Regions from separate parts of the Mus musculus genome. Here region 2 is linked to region 1. A link is a contact called in public promoter capture Hi-C data. All regions are on one chromosome and are shown on one strand. The core of a region is the stretch at or near the end of the contact, and the rest is flanking DNA. Distances in the headings are between cores, read along the strand shown. Region 1 holds the start of Kcnip1 (Kv channel-interacting protein 1). Region 2 holds the start of Wwc1 (WW, C2 and coiled-coil domain containing 1).

The links. Promoter capture Hi-C pulls out the DNA fragments that hold promoters and counts their contacts.
Region 2: a contact with region 1 is called in a promoter capture Hi-C map of embryonic stem cells, with 4 times the contacts expected there. The contact joins the promoter of Wwc1 here to the promoter of Kcnip1 in region 1.

The regions. Positions count from the first base shown.
Region 1 is chr11:33,840,336-33,845,845 of GRCm38.p6, forward strand. Kcnip1 (Kv channel-interacting protein 1) reads right to left here and starts at 3,351. Exons shown (of 9, transcript NM_001190885.2): 1 at 2,795-3,351. The coding sequence starts at 2,855.
Region 2 is chr11:35,978,026-35,983,535 of GRCm38.p6, forward strand. It overlaps Wwc1 (WW, C2 and coiled-coil domain containing 1), which reads right to left and starts at 2,502. Exons shown (of 23, transcript NM_170779.2): 1 at 1,946-2,502. The coding sequence starts at 2,064.

The sequences.
Region 1 (5,510 bases), core at 2,101-4,600:
CTGAGTCAGCTGTGATGTTTCCAGGATCTGCCACAGTGCAGAGGGTCAGTGGGCCGCAACAAAGGCTCAGCATCCCAGTGCCTGGCTTTTGGTCCTGCTTGTCTCTGACAGGGCTTAGATGGCATTCCAGGAATGAGCTGTATGACTCTCAACAGTATTGCCTACTCGCAGGATAGCCCGATTCTGGGCATTTAGATGGCCTCAGCAGTGTAGCCATACCCTGAGTAGGACCTAAAAGTTGCTGATCATTGATCACGCACATGGTCCGTGCAAAGTGCTTGCCTTCCATCATCCCCGAAATGCACACAACACAACAGCTATTTTAAGATGGTAACTACTACTGTCCCTGATTCAGGGTGGAAGAAAATAAGGCTTAGTCATACAGCTAGTGTGGTAGGGCCTGGATTTGAACCCAGCAGGGAGACAGATTCTTCTGTTGAAATTCCCCACCACTGCATCTAATTAGGTCTGAGCCTGACATCTCAGAGCTGAGAACAGTGGTTTCTGTGACAGCACCAACAGTAAAACCTCTAGAATCTGAGAACCAAATGGAACCTGAAAAAATGTCCAGCGAAATGCTTCCCCTCTACAGAAATTAACGTGCTAAGGGAGAGAGTGACCCCAGGATAGGATTCCTGAGTGTGAGCCTCTCAGTGGAGCCCCTGTCCATACCCCTAAGCTTCTCCCCTTAGGAGAGTCTCTTACTGATTAGCATTCTGATGGGCCAGACAGCAAGGCTGGACTCTGTTCTGGGGACAAATGCTTAGGGGAAATAAAGAGCTGCACTTGTGGACAGCTCAGGCTAAAGTCTACTGCTCTGAAAAAGAGTTAGCTTGGGGACCCAGCCAGTGACCCCGAACACTCTTACAAAGAGCAAATGAGAATATTTGGATCCAACACTGCGCCAGGCACTCCGTGGTGGAACACATAGTGAGTGGCAATAACTCTCCTCTTTCTTAAGTTCTTAGGAGAGAGAAAATAGTCCTGTGGCCTCTGGAATCCTGCAGGAGCTGTTCCCAGGTGATCTGGATTTGGCAGTGAGAGACTGGAATGGCAGATGGTGACCCCTGAGTCCTCCGTGGCCATCAGTCATCCCTCCATTTGCTGCATAGTGAATGAGATGAGGTATCCCTCCCTCCATATTCGCCGGCGTTCATGAGGGCAGCATCCTCATCCATTGGATGTGGATGACAATTGAGACTTATAGAGAGTGGTATTTGCTCAAGGCCCACGACTGAAGTGATCGGGATGAGATTCCCCCTGCACTCTGCTGGGTTATAGAGACACAGACCTCTCCTCTGGGTGCCTCGCTACCTCTCAAGGAGATACGGACATTGTAGGTAATTTTAAATAAACCCAAGTTAACTGTGCCGGACAGTGCCCTCCACTGCCTGTGGGACCTCATGTTGTTAAGAAAGATGAGTAGGGAGCTGACTTGGACTTGGTGTTGAAGCAAGAACCAACTTGCTTGGTGTTAAGCAGCACCTCAGGATCCAAGAGAGGCAGAGCTCAGAGTACCAAAACCCAGGGAAAAAGGTTTGCAGACCTGCCTTTCTCTGGGGCTACTGAGAGGTACCAATGCCTTCCGTGCAGGGCAAAGAACCTAACAGATAAGCTAAAGCCCCTTCCGTTTCCGGTCTGTCACGCAAGCCTGGTCTTATCACCTGGGATCTGCACCTGAAGATGTCTTCCTATTTGTCAGTTTGTCTCTGAGGACTGACCCTCTCTTCCTGGGTATCTCTGTGTATGATCCCAACCAAGATGAGATGAAACAGGTCCCACTATCACCCTAACACAGCTCTGGTCACTAGCCAGGATAAGGTGTGTGTTGTGCCCCCACCTGTAGTCAGAATATATTAAACATCAGAACTTGGATATTTAAGTGTGAAACTATTTAGAACCCTTCTGCTATCTTCAATGGCTTTTGAGCATTAAGCAAACCAAGCCTGTCATTATCTTTTTTTTTTTTTTCTGATTTGTTTCCAGTCTTCTTGTTTCTATAAGCAACTTTCTGCCTGTTGAAAAGGGGGCCTGCATTGTGTGCTTTTGGCCCAACAAGGTCACTTGACTCCACGTGGCCATCTAATAACTGTCCCACTGAAGATGGGCATGCCACAGCTGGAGAAAGGCAGGCTCCTGACAGGGACATCTCAGGATATGTGAGCTTGTCGCCCCAGCCCCCCTTTTGACAGTTCTCCCCATTCCTCTGAAGTCCTCAGACCACCATAGCAGCACAGCCCTGCTATTTGTTTTTTCCTACAGACTGCTTGTGTCCCAGGACCCGCCTGGGGGCTCTACCACCTGGACGTAGCTGATTCCTTTTGGCTTGCAGAGGTTTTAAGGATGGACCGGTAAATCACCGTTTTCCTCATGATTAGATTCCCAAGTCAGCACCTGGCAAGGCATGGCCATTCCCAAGGAGGCACCCTTGCTGGATGTTCGAGGTTGCACCAACATCAGCCCTCATGGGAGTGGGAAGAGCCTCCCAACATTTCCGCCCACCCCAGAGAACGCAGTTTTCTCCACCTGTGAATCTGCCTGTCTTGCTCCAATACATTCCCTAGAAGAGAAGGGTACCCACACCCCTGCTGGGGCCAGCGTCCACTTCGGCTGCTACCCCTGGGTGTTCACACCAACCCTCCCACGAGGCTCTTAATTCCTTGGATTCATGAGGTTGTCCAAAACCCTCACGGACAGTGGGTTTGGAACTAAGAGAGACAGACGTTTCATCCCAACACAACACCCAGTGCCCCCAAACCTATCCAGGGGAGTAAATAGAGGACAGAGTGCTTACCTTTAGAGGGTCGCCTTTGTTTGGTCTGCAGGGAGGAGAAAGTGCCCATGACGGCCCCCATGGCAGCGAAGACTTGTGTGCGTCTTGGGACCCCAGGCCCTGTCTCTTCCCTCCCCTGAAAAGAAATCGGTGTGGATTGCCCACTTTGAATTGGAGGAGAGGAAAAGCGAGAAAGCAAAAAAGCCCCGAGCAGCTCGCCTGCAGCTTGGTATTCAGAAAACGTGGGGCCGGGGCGCCTGGAGCTCGTGGCTGCTGCCTTCTTCAGCCAGGCACATGCACTGACTCCCAGGGCCAGAGGCTCGCGGGAGCCTTCACAGGCGCCCCCCGGTGCGGGCACCCAGCCGGGCCACTGGCTTCTCCGAGGCCCGAGCCCCGAGCCCCAAAGCCTGCCTGATGTTGGACACGGGGCCGGCGTGCCCGCACGGCCGAGGCTGCCGAGCCCGCGCCGCGTGCGGTGCGGGAGCTGCGCTCCGCCCGCCCGCCCCTGCTGCCACCCGGCCGCTCCGCCCCGCGCTCGGGCTGGATCTCAGGGGGCCGAGTACCAATCATGAATGAACAGCGCCAGGGACTGGTGCGGAGTAGAGCGGGGCTCAGAACCAGGCGCGGGGGATGGTGGGGGAGGCGGCGGAGGCCGCCTGGGGACCGCAGAGGGGCGGGGTGGGGACCTGGCCCTGCTGTCTACAAGGCTCTACTCCTGGCTGTGCGGGACACCGGGGATGTCCTTCTGGGCAGACAGATGTGATCAGGCACCTGGCTGGTGGGTGCAGCTTGGGTAGGAGGCAGCAGGTGACCCCCAGGATGAATATAAATATGTGAGTGTGAGTGAGTGAGTGAGTGTGTGTGTGTGTGTGTGTGTGTGTGTGAGAGAGAGAGAGAGAGAGAGAGAGAGAGAGAGAGAGAGACAGAGACAGAGACAGAGACAGAGACAGAGAGACAGACAGAGAGACAGACAGAGAGACAGAGAGAGAGAAAGGGAGGGCATTAAGATTTCATTTGACTTTAGAGAAAATCATTTAACCACTGCCTACCTTTCTGGTGTGGAGTAAAGTCTGCCCCACCTAAAGAGAGTTGTCATCAAGAAGAAGGGCTCCTTTGAACTCTGTAGGAGGTGTTGGGGACCTGCAGAATCCCCTAGGACCAGAGCTCATTTCTAGTGACAGGAAGTGGGGGAAGTGGGACGAGAAGTAGCTGTGGGTCCCCTTAGGCTCTTGCTACCTGACCCCCTCTTTGTGTTCTCTCTCTCTCTCTCTCTCTCTCTCTCTCTCTCTCTCTCTCTCTCTCTCTCTCTCTCTGTGTGTGTGTGTGTGTGTGTGTGTGTGTGTGTTTGCTCTGTCACCTGCAAATCAGACACCTGTGGGGACAGTACTTGAGTTAGGAACCCAGGGGGTAACTCTTGAATTTAGAAAGCAATCTTCCTTCCATGACCTTCCCTTCAGGTGGCAAGAACCCTCAAGCCCCACTTCAGCTTTCCACTGAAAAGGCAATGATGGAGGACCTGTGGCAACTCCTGGTGGCAACTGATGACAGGTGTCTCCCTAGAAAGCTTTGAATTTCCTCTTCCCCAGCCTAGCTGCCTGTCTGCCCTGTCTGCCTGGACATTCACTGAGGATTCCCTCTGTGTTTGCACTGAGAATCCCCAACCCCCTCTCTTTCCAGACCCCTGTCCAGTCATTTCCTCTGCAGCACACAGACACATGCTGTGTTGGGAGCTCACAGCATCCCTTAACATATGGCGTCATAAACACGCACACATATATGCAACCATGAACATATGGGCACAGGTCCCTCATGCCCACACAGATATTGAGATGCTGCACACAGACTCCAAACCCATAATACACATGAGGTGGGTGGGGTGTGCACCTGTAAGACCCCAGCTAAGACCCTCACATGTGCTCTCAGAGCAGAGTCATCAGCTCCTTCACAATACATAAGCTTGCACATACAGGAGTGTGGTCTGACTCCAGGCACCGAGCCCATTAGCTGCCCCCACAGCTGGCCAGCGCCTTGGCTCAGGGACTCAGAATAGCGTGCTTCACCTCAGCAACACTTACCCCTTGCTCAGATCCCAACATGAGTCCTGTTTTGTGCAGCGGGGGTTGGGGGGAATAATGCACTCAGTATTACATATGCCTTTCATTTGCAATGCCCACTGCTATGGGATTGCACCACCCATGTGATGCTCACAAAGACCCCATAGGCTAGTTGCTTCAGGCCTGCCATCACCATGGAGAGAAACTGAGGCTTGTTCAGAATTAGGGACTTATCTGAGGTTGTCCAGCCAGAACTTATTATTCAGGGCTCTGTCATAATCTCCTAGGGTCATTTATGTTGGCAAATGAAGGCACTAGGGGACCTCTGGGCTGAAAGGTCTGCTCTGAGTTCCGCCTAGGTCAAAGCGTAGACTCTCTACCAGGTGTTTCAGGCTTGCCTGAGCCGTTTCCCCCGCAGTACTGGATGGTGACAGACATAGGAGGCGGTTCTTCTTTCTTGTCCTCTAGAAAAGGCAGGGAAGCCTTAAGTTGGGGTTCCTGGAAGATAACTAGTCTACTGTGACTCAAGGAACAGAGGAAGGCCTTGATGGAGAGAATGTGGTGCTGCCTCAGGCATCTTTACAAGTTCCTCAAAGGTATCATATGGAGACCTACCAAACTGCCCCCCACTGGCTCTGCTAGTCACATGATTTGAATCCTCATACGCAGGATAGTATTTGAGA
Region 2 (5,510 bases), core at 1,252-3,751, 2.1 Mb after region 1:
CACAGCACCCTGGGCTCAGCTGCAGGGACTTATGCTGGAGGACACATAAACTTGAAGTTGTCTGTTCTAAGGGGTAACAAGTTGCCAAGCTTCCCAACACAGTTACAAAGCCCCCTGGAGTACCTCGCTCTGAGAGGCCTGGGGAGAACTAGACAAGATTAGAGGTTAAAAGGCAGAGCACAAGGACAATTTGTAAGTGGAAATAGCCAAACACTAGGAGCAAATCACATCTCTGGGTTCCAGATTTTTCTCTTACGTTTAAACACGGGGAAATAAGCTGGGTAAAGTGGTGCTCACTTTTAATCCCAACCATCTGGAGGCAGAGGCAGGTAGATCTCTGGGCCAGCCAAGGATACCCAGTAAGATCTTATCTTGAAGCAATACACAAACAAACAAGCAAGGGGAAATTGGAGTTGATAGTTGGTGAGATGGCTCGTGGGTTAAGCGGTTTGCCCCTGAGCCTGACCCCTGACTTTGATAAACGGAGGCTGTGAAGTGGAAGGAGCTACTAGACTGTAACAATTGTCCACCCACCTCCATATGCACACACACTGTCAAGCAGGCATACACACCGTTATTAAACACACACAGAGAAAGAGAGGGGGAAGAGGTGGAGTGAGGCATGTGGGAAGGAACTGGGCTTGCGTTTTCTAAAAACTTTCCAACTTTTGGGTCTCACTGTGTAGCCCTGGCTGGCCTGTCTGTCTAGCTTCTGAGTTTCCACTATCACTCCTTCCTTCCCAAGCAAACCATTCATCAGACACAAGGGGAAACTGAGGCCAAAAGATCAAAGCAGCCTGTCTAACACTCTGTAGTACTAGCGCTGAGCAGAGTAGGAACTCAAGAAACGATGAATGAATGAATGAATGAATGAACGAACGAACTCATGAGGAAGTGAACTCATTGCTTCCTACGTTTTTCTTTAACCCTCATCTTGCTATACACCCCATTCTGGATGTCTCAGATCCCCTTCATCTGAACCCCATAAAATGAAAGGCTCAAAAAATTCATCCTGGGTGGCTTTACGTGCACCAAACCCCCAAGGTCACAGACCAAGTGAAAATCTAACATTCCTAGGATACTTTGACCACACTCCTTCTTGGCAAAGGACGACTCCCCTCCTTCCTGGGCAGATGTGGGCCAGGTGTGAGTAACTGAAAGTGGGAAGGAGTCTGGGATGATAAGACTACCTGCCTCAGGAAAAGCTCATGCTACGCACACCCAGCGAGGTGCCCACCAAGGTCAGGATTGTGGAGAAGCCTCTGGCCCCAGAAGGAAGGGAGGAGAGGAGGCTAGGGCAGGCAGGGCTTTGCCAGAGGCCTCTCACCTCTATCTGCATCCTAACAGCTTCCAACTTGCTGTGAGATTCCTGGAGAACCAGTCTCCCTCTTTTGCCCTCCCCCGCGCTCCCTCCCTCCCCTCCCACCTCCGGCTTCCCCAGACTTGCTCCAAAGCTTTTCTCGGCAGCCAACGAAGCACCTGTCAAAAAAGCTGCTTTCTCTTCGCCAGAATGTCCTTCCTCCAGTAGTTTCCCAGCGACCCGTGGGCTCCCTACCACCCCTCCATGCCAGATCACCCCTCCTCAGCCAAGGGAGTTCCCAGGGAAGATTCGCTTCATCTGGTTTTGGTCTTTGCCTTCACCCTGGCCAGACGTCGCTTTCTAAATGAGCCGGGGACCCTGCTAGAGCTTAAGGTCAAAACTCTGGGCAGGTGCTACAAGGGCCTAAGTCCTCCACCTGGGACTGGCTGCCGGCAGTCTGCTTGGCGTCCGCCCCTCTCTGCAGCTCTTCAGAGCTTTGTACTCCTGTACAGCTCAAGGAGGGGTGAGGATGTAGAGGGGGCAAACTAAGACCTGTTAAGAGACACGCAGAGTCCCCCTGCACACTAAGGGCAGGTGCGGCCCAGGCGCGGTGCCGGGTCCGGGTCGGAGCACTCCGGGTCCTACCTGTCCCGCGGGTCGATCCAGCTGGTGGTGCGGTTCCTGTGATCTATGTAGTAGACCTTGCCGTCGAAGTCGCGCGCCTCCTCCCAGCCCTCCGGCAGGGGCAACTCCGGCCGGGGCATCTTCCCGAGCCTGGCCCGCGCTCCCCCATGCAGCTCGCAGCCGCCACGGGGCTCAGCGGCTCGGGCTGGCCGCTTTGGGTCCAGGCGGCCGCCGAGGCAGCATGATCGGGGAGTGGCGCCCACGGATCGGGGGCCCTAACGGGGGCCGGCCGGGGTGGCGCCTCTGTCCATGCGGCCCTGCGGCCCCAGCCCCACGCCGCCCGCCTCTCACGCTGCCATGTGCGCCCGCCGCGGCGCCCAGCCGGCCCGAGTCCGCGGCCAGCCAGCCAGGAGAGCGGCCCGAGCCGCCGCCTGCCTGCCCCTGCCGCTGCGCGCTGCGCTCCACGCCGCCGCCGCCGCCGCCGCCGCCCGCAGCCTCTGCCGGAGCCCCGCCGCGCGCCCCGAGACTTCTGCCTCCGCCAGGTGTGGCTCCGGCGGTGCAGGTAACTGCGCTGCCCCGGAAACGGGAGGCGGAGCGCCGGGCTCCAGGGTTCCCGGGTCTCCTCCCCGCGCCCAGCGCGGCGAGGGCGGGTCCTAGAGCCCGAGACGCGCCCCCTCGTGGGACAGTCCCAATCGCCGACCACCCCGTTCTGCCCCAGGAGGCTAGGCTCTCTCTACGCCAGAGTGTCCGGGCTCTTGGCGCGTGTGGCCCCAAATCTTGACACACCCTGTTTTCTGTGATTGAGAACCAGGAGTCAGGCAAGAAGTGGTTAAGTGAAAACATTCTTGCAAATCGGCGAACATAAGTTTTCCAGGATCTCTCGTCCCTTCCCCCCCAGCACTCACACCATCTGTCTTCCTCCTATTCAGTTCTCCCCGTGTTGTTTCAACCCTCCTCTCCGTAATTTGCAAATGTAGCTGGCTTTCCTTAGGGTCCCTAAAATTAGGAATGCTATGGATCTGCTTCCTAAGAGGACTTCCAGCGGGTGGCAAGGGAGGAGAAGGAAGGACATATTTTGCCAGTCATAGTGAAGTGCACCTGTCTCTCGGCTACTCAAGAGGCTGAAGAAGGATTACTTAAATCCAAAAGTTCCAGGCTGAGTCAAACTAGCAAACACGGGGGGGGGGAATAAATAAATAAATAAGGAAGGAAGGAAAGGGAGGGGGAGAGGGAGAGAGAGAGAGAGAGAGAGAGAGAGAGAGAGAGAGAGAGAGAGAGAAAGAGAGAGAAGGAAAAGAAAGAAAGAAAGAAAGAAAGAGAGAGAGAGGGAGGAAGGAAGGAAGGAAGGAAGGAAGGAAGGAAGGAAGGAAGGAAGGAAGGAAGGAAGGAAGGAGAAAAGAAAGGAGAAAAGAAAAGGCAAACCCTGAAACAAGAATAAGTAAATGTCTTGAGACATTAGCAATATTGAATTAAGGGGAAAAAGTTCCCTCTTAGGTTTGGTGTTTCCCCCAGTGCAAATGTAACTGTGCCTGAGGCAGGAAACTGGACTGGAAGAACGAAGTCCAGCGCCTTGTCTGAATCAATCCCTTAATGTGGGGAGTAACCAGTTAACTCCCTGTACTGTGTGGGGATCCCCTGTTTGATACACAAGGCGTTTTAGGGTGGGCTCCTCAAATCTAAATGCCCTGAGGACATAGGGGACGGGTGTAGCTCCTCCTCCATCCCATCAATATTATACTTCGAAGCCAGGGATCTCAGATCTCAGGGAGGTCCTCACCACCCACCCAACTGCTGGGGAGTTCTCCCTCCAGACTTCCTGTGATGGGCAAAGCCTTCACAATTATAAGTACTTCTAGTGCCCTCCTTCCCCCGTTCTGTTAGGATCAAACTCCAGGCATGCATCCTCACTGAACCAAACCAGCCAATCTGTTTTGAGTTTTTGCCTGGGAGACCTCGCTCTGCCTGGCCTTATACTATGGTTATCTCCCCTTCCTACCTCTGCCTCCCAAGTGTGAGATCACAAGTGTGAACGAACCATCACTTCCAACACGTGCTGATCTGATACGAGGCTTGCGTTTTCAAGTATGATCTCAGCTAATCTTCACGACAAAGCCCTGGATAGGGTACTGTACTTCTCCTCGTTCTGGAGATGAGGACACTGAACTTCAAGATGGCCAGGGATGGAGCTAAGAAGAGACACAAGCACCCTAGCACCGGTGAAACCAATGGTTGAAGGGTCAACCATTAATGCTTCATTGTATTTAGATCGAGGGTTTGTAATGTTTTTTTAGATTCTTGCTATGCAGTCCAGGGTGGCCTTGAGCTCAGCATCCTCCTGCCTCTCCCTTGAGAAAAATGTGATAATGAAGAGTCCCTCCACCTGGTTGGGAAGAGCAAAATGAAATGAGAAGCAGGGCATCATGGCGCACGCCTTTAATCCCAGCACTTGGGAGGCAGAGGCAGGTGGATTTCTGAGTTCGAAGCCAGCCTGGTCTACAGAGTGAGTTCCAGGACAGCCAGGGGAACACAGAGAAACCCTGTCTCAAAAAATTAAAAAAAAAAAAAAAAAAAAGAAAGAAAGAAATGAGAAAAATAAGGGATTAAGCTATCACCAAGGGGTCCACGTGGAGCACCCTGGCTGATCTGATGACCAGCACACTTTTATAAAGTGTGGCTCAACTGAACTATTTTCTGCTAAAAAACACAGACAACCCATGTCTTTTCCTTCCTGAAAAGTACGCTTGTCTGCTTATGACACATCCAACTAGGGTGTGTGTGTGTGTGTGTGTGTGTGTGTGTGCCTTATTTTCCAAGCTTCCTGGATGAATGTGTTGTATGCCAGATGCCCACCGCTTGGCATTTTCCAGTGGCTTGTTCCTCTATACCTTTAGACCATGCCTTGGAACAGCAATTGGTTCCTTAAAGCTTAGGCCTTAGGATCCCAGGTTATCTCCCAGAAGCTGCAAGCAGGGTGATGTAATCTACAGATGGTGGCCTGCCCCCCTGCAATGCCGGGTGAATCATCTCTAGGCATTCAGAGGCCCAGGGCAAGCACGCCAAAGGTAAAAGCTGCTGAGCCTTATGATAGGTTGAGTTGGTTGTTATTCTGCAGGTGACTGAACCACAGGAATCCAAACTGAGACAGGCAGCCTTCCTGGTCTTCCTTTTAGGAACTATGGATAACTTTGGGGCTGAGCAGAGACTACCAGCCACACCCAGTCTGCATTTGCATTCACTGTTAGGCAGCTCATGGGAGACAACACCACAGGTTGTCATGATCTTTTTTTTTAATTTGTTTTTTTTTAAGATTTATTTATTTATTATATGTAAATACACTGTAGCTGTCTTCAGACACTCCTTACAGATGGTTGTGAGCCACCATGTGGTTGCTGGGATTTGAACTCTGGACCTTCGGAAGAGCAGTCGGGTACTCTTACCCACTGAGCCATCTCACCAGCCCCCCCCCTTTTTAAAGATTTATTTATTTATTATATGTAAGTACACTGTAGCTGTCCTCAGATACTCCAGAAGAGGACATCAGATTTTGTTACAGATGGTTGGGAGCCACCATGTGGTTGCTGGGATT